2 separate regions of the Mus musculus genome follow, and region 2 is linked to region 1. Evidence: chromatin contacts called from public HiChIP or PLAC-seq data. All regions are on one chromosome and are shown on one strand. The core of a region is the stretch at or near the end of the contact, and the rest is flanking DNA. Distances in the headings are between cores, read along the strand shown. Region 1 overlaps Fbln7 (fibulin 7). Region 2 has its middle 35 kb from the start of A730036I17Rik.

Region 1 (5,619 bases), core at 1,804-4,303:
AAAGATGGTGACCTTGGATACATGGTTGGCCTGGAAGGAGCGCTCCAGGTATTCCGACATGTCTACGTCAACCTCCAGAGTCTGAGGCCCCTCCAGGGTCTGTGTAAGGATGAGCTCTCCTGTCTGCCGGTCTGAGCGCTGCATTACGAAGTGGCCACGGCTGTTCCCACCCACGATCCCAAAGCGCAGGCTGTTGGGCCCAGGATGGCCAGGAATTGAGGCTGTGGCCATGCGGAAGAGCGTGATGGGTGTCTTCAACTTGGAAGGGAGAGAGAGGTAATGGAAGGAGATGGTCTTGGGCAGGTGGCGGCATGGCCTGCTGTCCATGGGACAAGGGTTTCGCTCGCACTGACTGGAGCAGAGGCAAATGGAGAGAGTTAGACTTGGGAAAACTCAAGAGGGGCTGCCCTACCTATTCTCTGAAGAGGCCATGCTCCCATAGACGCTAGTATCTCTTTTGGAGAACAAAATGTCTGTATTTCATGTGAGTTGGTGGTTATAGGGGAAATGAGAGCCCAGAGAAACATCTCTGTCTTTCATATTTCCTGTATATGATGTGATTATCTCCCCACCCCCACCCCCATGAACCTATCAGAAGAATCTAGCCCAGCCACACTGAGTAAGTGCCACGCTCGCCCAGCTGAGCAGCCCTGGATATACTCACAAGGGAGATGTCTTCACGTAGCTTATATTGCCGCTGCCCTCAGGACACTCAGGGTTGACACACTGGAAGCCTCCTCCAGTGTTGATGCATGTGGTCCCCCGGGGGCACATGTGCTGTGGGCCTGCACACTCATCAACATCTGTATTGCGGGAGATACAACGAAGGCTGTGACTCTTCCTCACTTTGCTGATAATGGTGCCTATTAGCACCATGACAAGAAAGAGATAGATTTCAGTCCTGTGTTCCAGGAGCCACACGGATTTGTAGCACTGAGGTAGAACCTGAGCCAGGTGCTTTCTTTCTTTTTCTTTTTTTACCAACAACCCACCCTCCAGTCCACTCCTGGAAGATCGACTGGTCTGGACTATCTGCCCAGGCTCCCAGGCCCTCTTGTTTGCAGGACTCTGGCATTTACTAGAGTTTGGCAAATAGAACAGTGGTCTCTCTTTTTAGCCTGGGTGCAGTTCAGTGGGTAAATGAACCCTTCCAGTCACAACTAGTCAGGCCCTTATGAGCCGTGAGCCTGGTGGCTCTGCTTCTCTGGTGTCCTCAAACAGCCACCACACATGGTCATGGCGGCAGAGCCTGTAAGGTAACTTTCCCATCAAAGGACACTAGATCGTGGACACACAGGGCCATGAAACCTCCTAGGTTCCTTCAGATTCTAATAAAGTGGAGTCTGGCTAGCTCCTTGGTCTGTGGGTTCAGGTCTGGCTGAAGGCATTGCTGAAGAATAGGAAGCGTCACTCACATGAGGTCAGAAGGCACTGAGTGATCAACCAACCTGTTTGTGTAGAATATGTAGCCTGGTCTTCGGAAGACCTGTTTGTTAATTTCCTTTTTAGGATCAAATGTGTCCTCAGATCTTTGATTCTCTTAACCTCATCATTCTTGAATGGGGACCGGGGATGAGAGCAGGGGTCACAGCGGCAGCAGGTGACCAGGTGTGGAGGGTGACCTCTAGCCTCATGGTCACCTGCCTCTACCTAGTCTCACTCACCCTCACAGCTCTTCCCATCAGCCAGGATCCGGTATCCACTCGGGCAGGTACATCGGTAGGAACCAGGGGTGTTCACACAGGCATGCATGCAGAGCCGGGGGCGTCCTTTCTGCCCATAGATCTCACACTCATTCACATCTGGGGACAAAAGCGCCCATGATTCCAGGAGGCTACACAGCCTTTGTCAACCAGACTCATTGGCAGCTGTGACTGAGTGGCTGGACACAGCAATGAGCAGAGGACCCCTCTACCCAGTCTAGGACCAAGAGGGCTAAAAGGAGGAGCTGACATGGAAAACCCCAGAGGGGATTCTCGGTGTAAATGGGGAAACTCTACAAAGGTTAGTGAGTCTGGTACCCGGCTCAGAGACTAGAACCAGATTCAGACCCCCATCTTAGCTCTCCTCATCTTCAGCAATGGAGAAACAGTGAGAGAGCCCTGCAGCCTATGGGGCGCTGCAGACCTGTGATCTCAGCACTTAAGAGGCCGAAGCAGGGATCTCCACCTGAGGCCAGCCTGGCCTGTATATTGAGATGCCTCTTTAAAAGGGGGTGGGGAGTGTTTTTATTTCTGATGCTGTGAAATGAACTTCTTAGCACCAACTGGCCAGATCTCAGGATGGAACTGCTCTGTAGTCAGCTAAACTGAGAGAAGGAGGCTGTGCCCATATCCATGGCCCTGGCTGCCATAAATGATCTGAGCCCCTCTCTTGCCACCAGCTCATAGGGTTTTTGCCAGAGGTATGGTGTGTGTGTGTGTGTGTGTGTGTGTGTGTGTGCACATGACAGGGCAAAAGGCTCCTCTTGGGCATAGTAGCTCCAAGCTATGTCAGAAGACAAGCCTGTCGCCCTGGCTGCTTTCTTCTCACCCTCCCCCATGAGTAGCAGACGATGACCTTGAATTCCTGATCCTCCTGTCTTCATCTCCCAAGTGTTGTTGGGATTACATCCATATCACTCCAGGTTTAAACGATGATGGGATTGGACTAATGTGCATGCTAGAGACTGGATGCATACCCTCAACACTCCATGTGTTGTCTATAACGTCTCAGAGAAGGCCCTGGTGCACCTTACAAGAGCCCAACTGTAGGAAGATGGTCGAACAGATAGATACTTTTTTCTCCAGAACACCTCTGAAGTCTACCTGTTCATTTCGATCATCCGGGTAACCCTTACCTAAAAGGCAAATCACAGGTCTCACTGAGACCACGCCCAGAAAGGCCCTTTTGTCCCAACCTCGCGCTCTGTCCCAGGACTGGGGTCTCCTCCCACGGGTGTGGTCCCGCTCCCCCCCCCCCCCCCCCCCCGTAGCCCGAGCCTACCCTGGCAGACGCTGTGGCCGCCCGTGGTGCTGCTCAGGTGGAATCCCGCCTCGCAGCTGCAATGCTGTTCCCGCTCCACCTGCGCGCAGCGGGGTGCGCGGCTGAAGGCGGGGTCACCGGCCTCGCCGCCATCTGGGGCCGCTGCGGGAAGAGGACAGGCTCGCCTCAGCACCCGACCCCTGGCACCTGCCGTGCGCCCCACAACCCGCGAAACCCTATCTCCCAGGGCGTACTCTACAGCAGGGAAGGAATGTCAAGTGATTAACTTACACCGAGCGACTGCGACCGGGACCGGATCCATGAGATTGGAATGTAAAGGCAGAACAGTCAGGCATATTGCAGTGTCAAGTCTGAGGTTCATTTTGAGAATCTTGTACAACGCCCACAATGCAGTGAGCATTAGAGTTTAAAACTCTGAGCCTCCACTTTTTCGATTCGGGATGCAAGCACGTGCTTGTGTGTGTGTGTGTGTGTGTGTGTGTGTGTGTGTGTGTGTGTGTGTGTGTATACAAGCTTCAATGTCTTCAAGGTAGTTGTTATTACAGTTTTTATGTCTTTGCAAAACCAGAAATTAGTTTCCCAAACACAGTAAAAATAAGGTAAACGGATTAAAAGCAAACAAACAAACAAAATCATAATCCTGGCTATCCTGGAACTCACTGTGTAGACCAGACAACCAGATGGGCCTCTACCTTACTTTGCTTTCCGAGTGCTGGGATTAAAGAATATTTTTATTTTATTTATTTATTTATTTTTATTATTATTTTTTTATGAGACAGGGTTTCTGTGTGTAGCCTTGGGCTGGCCTGGAACTCACTCTGTAGACCAGGCTGGCCTGGAACTTGGGGATCCACCTGCCTCTGCCTCCTAAGTGCTGGGTTTAAAGGTGTACACCACCACAGCCTGATGGGTTTTTAAAAAGGTTTTGTGTGTGCCTGAATATATGTATGTATGTATGTATGTATGTATGTATGTATGTATGTATATGTATAGCCTGATGTATATGTATAGCCTGATGCCCTTGGAGGCCAAGAGAGGATTTCTTTGTCTCCCTGGAACTGGAGAGTTAAAGGTGACCTTGAGCGACCTTGTGGTTGCTGGGAACCCTTGCCTACCTCTGCAAGAACAGTAAGTGCTCTTAACCTCTGAGCATCTCTCCAGCTCTGGTTAATGGATTAAAAAAATAATAATAATAATTCTTGTAGTGATTCTCAAGGCCAAGGCAGGATCACTTGAATCCAGTTCAAGGCCAGCCTGAGGCAGCAAAGCCAGCCTCAGTCTTAAAATAATAATAGTGAGGACTGAAGAGGCAGCTCAGTGGTTAAGAGCCAGAACTACTGTTTCAAAGGACTTGAATTTGAGTCTGAGCACCAACATCCAGATGCTCATAAATGCCTATAACTCCACTTCCAGGGGATCAGAAGCCCCCTTGTGGCTTCCACAGGTACTGCAGTCAAGTGCACAAATACACACACACACACACACACACACACACACAATTAGAAAAAAATATTGGAAGAGGCTTACAGGATACTGGGAGAGAGGCATTATCCAGCTAATGGGGAAAAAGGTTCTAGGTAAGCCGGCTGGGACATTTCTTAGTGCGTACCTGTTCACTCCTTACTTCCATTCCTAGAGAAGACTCCAGTCTTGGGTATACTTCATAAAATGATCCCAGGACCCAAGGAGCAATGACCCAAAGGTCCCACTGCAGTACCTGTGGAAGCCACAGGGGGCTTCCAGGAAAGCCCTGCCTCCGTACTGTTTAAACAGAAGGTAACTCCAGACAGCAGAGCTGTAGGGAGCCTTTGGGGGCAGTTTCCTTGTGAGAAAGGATTTGGCAAGCCAGTCCCACTTTGTCAAGACACAGTGAACAGCAAGATTGCGGGTGCACCTGACCTGGGGCTGACTGCTACAGAGGCTGTAAAGAGGTTTTGTTTTATTTTATTTGGGGCAGGGTCTCTTGTGTTCCTGGCTGGGGTTCAGACTCTGCTATGAAGCCAAGGATGCCCTTAAATATCCGATTCTCCTTCCCAGGTGCTGGGATCATAGATGCACATCATTATGCCCAACATTATGTAATGCTAGAAACCAGATGCACGGCTTCCTACATGGGAGGTAAGCACCTACAAAGTGAGCTACATCTCCAGCCCCAAGAGCGTGTCAGCTCTTACTCCCTGGATCTTACACTATCCACCAACGTCCTTCCCCCACAAAGAGTCTACCCAGAAATAAAGATAGCCAGGCATCATTAGGGTTGAATTTCTTGGCCGGGGAATAGTGGGAAGCCCCCAACCCACCCTTCATAAGTTTCTTCTCACAGGGTTTTCTTGCCACGTGCTGGGACTCACTAATCAAATGTCTGCTCATTCGTATCTTAAAACACCTCATACTGCTGACTTTGCAGGGTGCAATGGGAACATTGGAAGGAAAAGTGATTATCCTGGCAGACGAGGCACCAACCAGACAAAGGTACCCCAGTACATCTTCCCTGGCCATCCCCCTAATCTGCAGAATGTTAAGTTGGAGTCAGTCTCTCCAAAAGAAGGTTCAAAACTCTAGTTATTAAAAAAAAAAAAAAAAAAAAAAAAGCTTTAGGGTCCTAGAGGGACCAGCCTGTGGGCGGGAACCAGA
Region 2 (5,619 bases), core at 2,125-4,624, 360 kb before region 1:
GGAAAGAAAGAAAGAGGGAAAGGAGGAAGGGAAGGAGGAAGGAAGGAAGGAAGGAAGGAAGGAAGGAAGGAAGGAAGGAAGGAAGGAAGGCAGGCAGGCAGGGAAGGGAAGGAAGAGGGGCTTTTGTGTGTTTACCACAATCAGGGCAAAGTAGGACCTCCAAATTGTGGGCCTCTACCTGTGGGGCAGGGTGCAGAAATGTGGAAGTATACATGGGCATACAGTCCAAGAAGTGAGCTGGCTGCTGCCTGCCTACCTAGTGAGAGTCTAGTGAGACATCCCTGGGCCAAGGAACCAGGATGTTTCTATCCACAGCACCCCCAGCCAAGCCAGACAGTAAATGACCAATGGTAATTGGGGGAGTGGGGGAGGGGTCCCTTCATGTGAACTCTCAGGCAAGCCTCCAGAGCTACACACAGTGAAGAGCCCCAAGGACATGGAACAGGACCACCGTCACCACCCACCCTGTCCTTTGATCTCCTGGACCTGCCAGTCACTTAGCTTACCCACCCCATGCCCCCAAGTCCCCCTCAAATACATTACTGTCTCTTAACAGGAGGATGTAAGTGGTCCGGCCCCATCCACTCAGAGACTCCAGGGAGGCTTTCCCACAAGAAATGACGATTCATAGACCTCTTCCTCAGACAAAGCTTGGACCAGGAGAGGCCAGCCCTCCTGCTCTTTCCACATACACACCCCTGTACCCTGGCTCCTCAAACTCGAGACAGCAAGCAAGTAAGTTGTGATGGCCTGGGAGGGACAGGGATCTAGGGTCATGGCTATGCTAGGCCGGAGGGCATCCAGCCTCCCTCCGCCTTCACTACATCATCCCCTATTCTGGGCCCTCGGGCACAAGATGGTAGGAAAATTGGAGTTGAAAGACCAAGAAATTAGAACCCAAGATGCAGGGTGATGGGGGTAAAAAGGCCTTTGTTCCTCCCCTCTGAGTGTCTCAGGGTCCCCTGGGGCCATAAAGGAAACCAGGGCCCCTCCCTTCTGTGCACACACTCAAACGTCAGTACAGCTGTAGTTTGTTGGCCCAAAGCACTTTCCCAACTACATCCATCTTACCCAGCAAGATGGGGATGCCTGCCTAAGGCAAGGTACTGATTTCCCAACCTCCCAGCTCTGGGCCTCCCAGGGGTCTGCTAACTTGTCTTTCATGGCTTTCAAGCCCTGGGTGTCACCTACAACCTAGGTTCCATAGAAGAAAGCCAGAGGTCTGTGTAAGCCTTGAGGGAGATGAACAGGGAGGGGCCTGGCTGCCTGCTACCTGGGAAACAGGGATGAGCCAATCAGAATCTGTGATCTATGGCCACTCATATCTTTCTCCACATATTTCTCCAAGTCCTTCAAAGTGTTTCTTTAAGACAGCCCTGCAGAAGACAGTATATTGTCCTGCATGTACGTAAGCGTGCACACATATACCTGCATGCATACCCACATGCCTGCATGTTTATGTCCAAGGCATGGGTGTTGGGTGTTGGCCTAGAAAGCATGGACCAAAATCCTCAGCAGAAAATGGGGTAAGGTCTATGGTGACTGGAGGTCTGTGGTTTGCTCAGGAACACCAACAGACAGATCAGGGATCCTGGGATTCCAGCCCCTCGCTGACAGATGGACATGACATCAGCTGCATCTTGGAAGAGGCTTCAAAAGGACACAAAGAGGTTCCCGTGATGATAGCCAGTATCACACCAAAACAGAGTCAACAGCTGAGGGGGGGTGGAAGTGTCCACCAGCCCTGAGGAGAGCCTCATGGCCTGGAGTGGGTTGAAACAAGTAGAACTCTGGTGTGGCCTTAAAGACTGATGGTCTCCAGATGCGGTAGTTCTCTAATTATACTGAATGTGAGGATAATTTCTAAAAAGTCCTAAAAACTTTCTTGCTCATTCTGAGTGCTAAAAGCTGCTGGCTTAAGCAAGTAACACCTGTAGCCTAACAGCAGGGGGGGTTCAGTAATGTGGCCTTTATTCTATCTCAGCAGGAACTGTGTGGCTCTAACTTTCAGCCTGCTAGTTGAAGTCGCAGGAAGAAAAAGAAACACTTTGAAAAGTGAATGTAGCATTTATTTCTAAGTTGTAAAAAGTTTCCTAGGGGGCTGGTGAGATGGCTCAGCGTGTAAGAGCACCCGACTGATCTTCTGAAGGTCCTGAGTTCAAGTCCCAGCAACCACGTGGTGGCTCACAACCATCCATAAGGCGATCTGACTCCCTCTTCTGGAGTGTCTGAAGACAGCTACAGTATACTTACATATAATAAATAAATAAATAAATAAATAAATAAAAAAGTTTCCTAGGGACGCTCTCTAAGAAAAGGGAAAGGGGAATGATCACAGTGATCCTACCTGGGACAAGGGAAATCCGTGCTCTGCTCCTTGTCCTCAACACCTATAGAATACATGATCACATGGTTAAAAGTTCATCACAGCTGGGCGGTGGTGGCGCACGCCTTTAATCCCAGCACTTGGGAGGCAGAGGCAGGCGGATTTCTGAGTTCGAGGCCAGCCTGGTCTACAAAGTGAGTTCCAAGACAGCCAGGGCTACACAGAGAAACCCTGTCTCGAAAAAAAAAAAAAAAAAAAAACTTTCTTAAGTTCATCACAAGTTCACACATATTCAAATCATAAGTCAAATAAGGAGCTTACAACAGCGAACGTTTACACGCAGATCCATTAGGAGTAATTATCCCACTAAACCTTCATCACCTGTCACAGCTCCACAGGGTCATGGAGAGTTAAAAATCATAGCTAACTTATTAGTGAAGTTTTGTATAGATAAACCCAGCCAATATTTTATCTTCTGTCCTAACACCTATAATAAATCATCAGTTCCCTTTTTATGACCTTTGGTTAATGCTTTTATAGCCTCTTGGAACATGCTCTGAGGAGTAGAGTGCCTGCTTACTATCAGAAGTGACACTAAAGACCAGCAGAGTTCTCACTGCCGTTTTGACTATCAGAAAAGGACCTAATAGCAGCCCCACTATAAAAGAGCTTAATAAATACTGATATAATTTTAGGAATTCTTATAGGATCGTCATTCAGAATTAAGAAGTCATCTATTTGTCTATATAGCATCACTACAAGACAGTTTATCTTCATTGTTCTGCAGAGATCTGCTCAAAAGGGTGGGCTAATTCCTAGTGCTGTTATACATGCTTAATAATACCAGGAAAAGCATATTAATAGCAGGAATCTTTCCTAAAATGGTTTTCCCCTGGGCCTTGCCTATTGGAGCAAATCTGTCATAGATTATTTATTAATCCAAAGCAGACTCATCTCAGGAAGATCACCTGCTAGTTATAAGCTTGTTGGCTCCTGACACTGAGGCAACACCACATGACCTCTCTATACCACGTGACCCCTCTAGCCTCACTGGGGGCAGCCTGGGCTTAAGACCCAGACATCTGGGGAAGAAATTCACCCTGTGCTGAGAGCCACCCTTGGGGTCAGCAAGGTTACGGGTTACCCTGCAGTGGAGGCCTTCCTCCAGAGCTCCTAAAGCCCCTCCAGCTCTGGATAGGTAAGGCAGGACACACTTGATATTATGGGAACAGCTGCAGTCCCCCCCCCCCCCCAGACAGGCCCAGAGGTCTCTGGGAGGGAGAATCTAGACAGTCAGCAGTCTACCAGGCCAGAGCCAGGCCCTTGAGGACTGCCTCCGTCCCCAGCTTGCCCTCCCTCTCCCGGCAGGTGGAAGAGCACATTGAGCACACGGAAGCAAGAAAAGGTGACCCTCTGAATGAACCTGCTGGGGTAGAAGCTCCGTGTCTCTCCGTGACGTGGGAGGAGCGCATGCGCATGTGCACGCATGCGCTCACGCACACACAGCCCCCTCTCAGCCTCCTACAGGCCTATAGACCTTGACTATTCTTCCCCACCGCTATTCTGTCCGGCTAGCATTTGTCTTGTGGTGTCTATTCAGATAGCCAAAGCCACTCTCCTCTCAGTCCCTCCTGCCTCCAGCTGCCTCCCCTCTGTCGCGCCTTCTACCTCTGCCTCTTGAGCCTTTACTCCAAAAGGAAGATGAAACCATGGACATCCAGTGGCCCATTTCCACGAGAGCACACATTCAGCAGATTCCCACAGAGTGAGTCAAACACCAGTCCTCTGGGGAAAGAGTCTGGGAGTTGTTGATTAGGGTTCCAGAGTAGCCACAGCCTTCCACTCAGTAGAGCTCCTGCACCTGGCAGGGAAGATGGGGTCATAGTGTGTCGTAGTGTGTGTCACATAGTGTGTCATGCGGATACCCAGTGCTCACCAGCCATTCCAGCATCGACTGAACACAAGAGTCTCTCATAGGCTAGGGACTTGTATGCTTCAGAAGGGCCAAGCAAGATCCAGGTTGACAAGTGCCTGTTTGCCTTTCACTCGATCCTCCCCACCCCCACCCCAACCCCCAAAATCCAGCATCCAAGACCCTGCTGGTAGGGACCCAGTAGGAGGGCAGAATGCCCTTGTAACTGCAAAAATGATAAAGAGTAAATCCTCAGCTGGGCCCAGGGTTTCTCCACATGTGTGCTAGGATGCGTGATTTCACATGTCTTAGCATGTGGAGTAGGTGGATATGTCTGAGTATGTATATAGGTGGGCAGAATGGGAGTGTGTGCCTACGCATGCGTGTAAGAGTGAGAATTGGTACATGTGGCAATACATGCAAGCAAAGGTTGAGAATGGGTGCATGTGTAAAGACATACATGTGAGCGTGTCAAATAGGTGTGTCTGAGAACACGTGCATATAGAGTGGGTGCTAAAGTCTGTGTATGCATCATGAGAGTGGACAGATTTGGTATGTATGTCTAACTATGTATGTCAGGGTGCAGAAGGGGCACATGTGCCTGAGCCTACAAGTATGCAGTATTGGTGTACACGTCTGTGTTTACATGTGAGCGTGCATTGTGGATACCTGTGTACTAGTGAATTTACACAGCAGTCACTCACAACCTCCTTGCTTAGAAACTTGTCAGGAGCATTCATGTTTGAAAGGAGATGTGTGATTGACAGTGTACAGGGTTGTCAGTTTCTGAATGGGGTCAAGGCGTCCATGCTCAGACATGGGCTTGTCACAGTTGAGTAGCACATGTCACTAGGTGAAAGGCAGAGATTCTCTGGGGAAATCATGAAAGGGATTTCCTACCAATGTCTGCTATCAGTGTTTCTACTTGACAAGTCACTGCCATCTATAGAATGTGTCCCTATGATGCCCATGCCTGGCTGTGTACCGAGAGGAGTCATTGTGTGTTACTGTGACACATGGGACATTTAAACGCTGACCTACCCCCATCCTAAATGTCCATGTCACTTCTGATGCTAGTCATGCTTCAGGCCTTGAGAGGAGACCAATCCCCCTGTCCTGGTCCTGGCTGGGCTCCCTGGTGGCCTCTGGTGGCTCATCCACACCAGCCATCACCAGAGTGAAAAGCCAGCAACCCCTTCCCCTGTCACCTGCATACTATCTGTGTGGCCAAGCTGTTCCCTTGTCCCTCAGCAATTTGGGGCACAGGTAACCCCACCCTGCATTCCTATCCCTGCTGCCCTCCTCTGAGGGTGGGGACAAAAAGATGCCATCTCCTCCCCTGTTCAGGACAGAGGCAGTAAGAATCAAGGAAGGACACCTA

The links. HiChIP or PLAC-seq counts read pairs in DNA pulled down with a chosen protein or histone mark.
Region 2: a contact with region 1 is called in an H3K4me3 HiChIP or PLAC-seq map of embryonic stem cells, with 25 read pairs. The contact joins two enhancer-like sites. A contact is called at or near these places in 3 of 39 promoter capture datasets (the HPC-7 cell line, cranial neural crest and pre-B cells), 3 of 15 datasets of contacts at CTCF or cohesin (the NIH/3T3 cell line, large pre-B cells and pro-B cells), 27 of 484 Hi-C or Micro-C datasets (B cells, the BV-2 cell line, CD4 T cells and 11 more), 9 of 115 datasets of contacts at active chromatin or transcription factors (embryonic basal ganglia, embryonic stem cells, large pre-B cells and 1 more) and 1 of 9 other capture datasets (embryonic stem cells).

What each region holds. Positions count from the first base shown.
Region 1 is chr2:128,889,950-128,895,568 of GRCm38.p6, reverse strand. It overlaps Fbln7 (fibulin 7), which reads right to left. Exons shown (of 8, transcript NM_024237.4): 5 at 2,986-3,126; 6 at 1,665-1,802; 7 at 665-803; 8 at 1-352. Among named protein-coding and RNA genes, the nearest start is that of Fbln7, 29 kb to the right of the region's middle. Within about 2 kb of position 3,053, at least 19 of the 459 cell types and tissues checked have an H3K27ac peak or open chromatin away from gene starts, as enhancers often do. A contact at or near this core is called in embryonic stem cells, where this site is marked.
Region 2 is chr2:129,251,541-129,257,159 of GRCm38.p6, reverse strand. No RefSeq gene overlaps it. Among named protein-coding and RNA genes, the nearest start is that of A730036I17Rik, 35 kb to the right of the region's middle. Within about 2 kb of position 3,374, at least 19 of the 459 cell types and tissues checked have an H3K27ac peak or open chromatin away from gene starts, as enhancers often do. A contact at or near this core is called in embryonic stem cells, where this site is marked.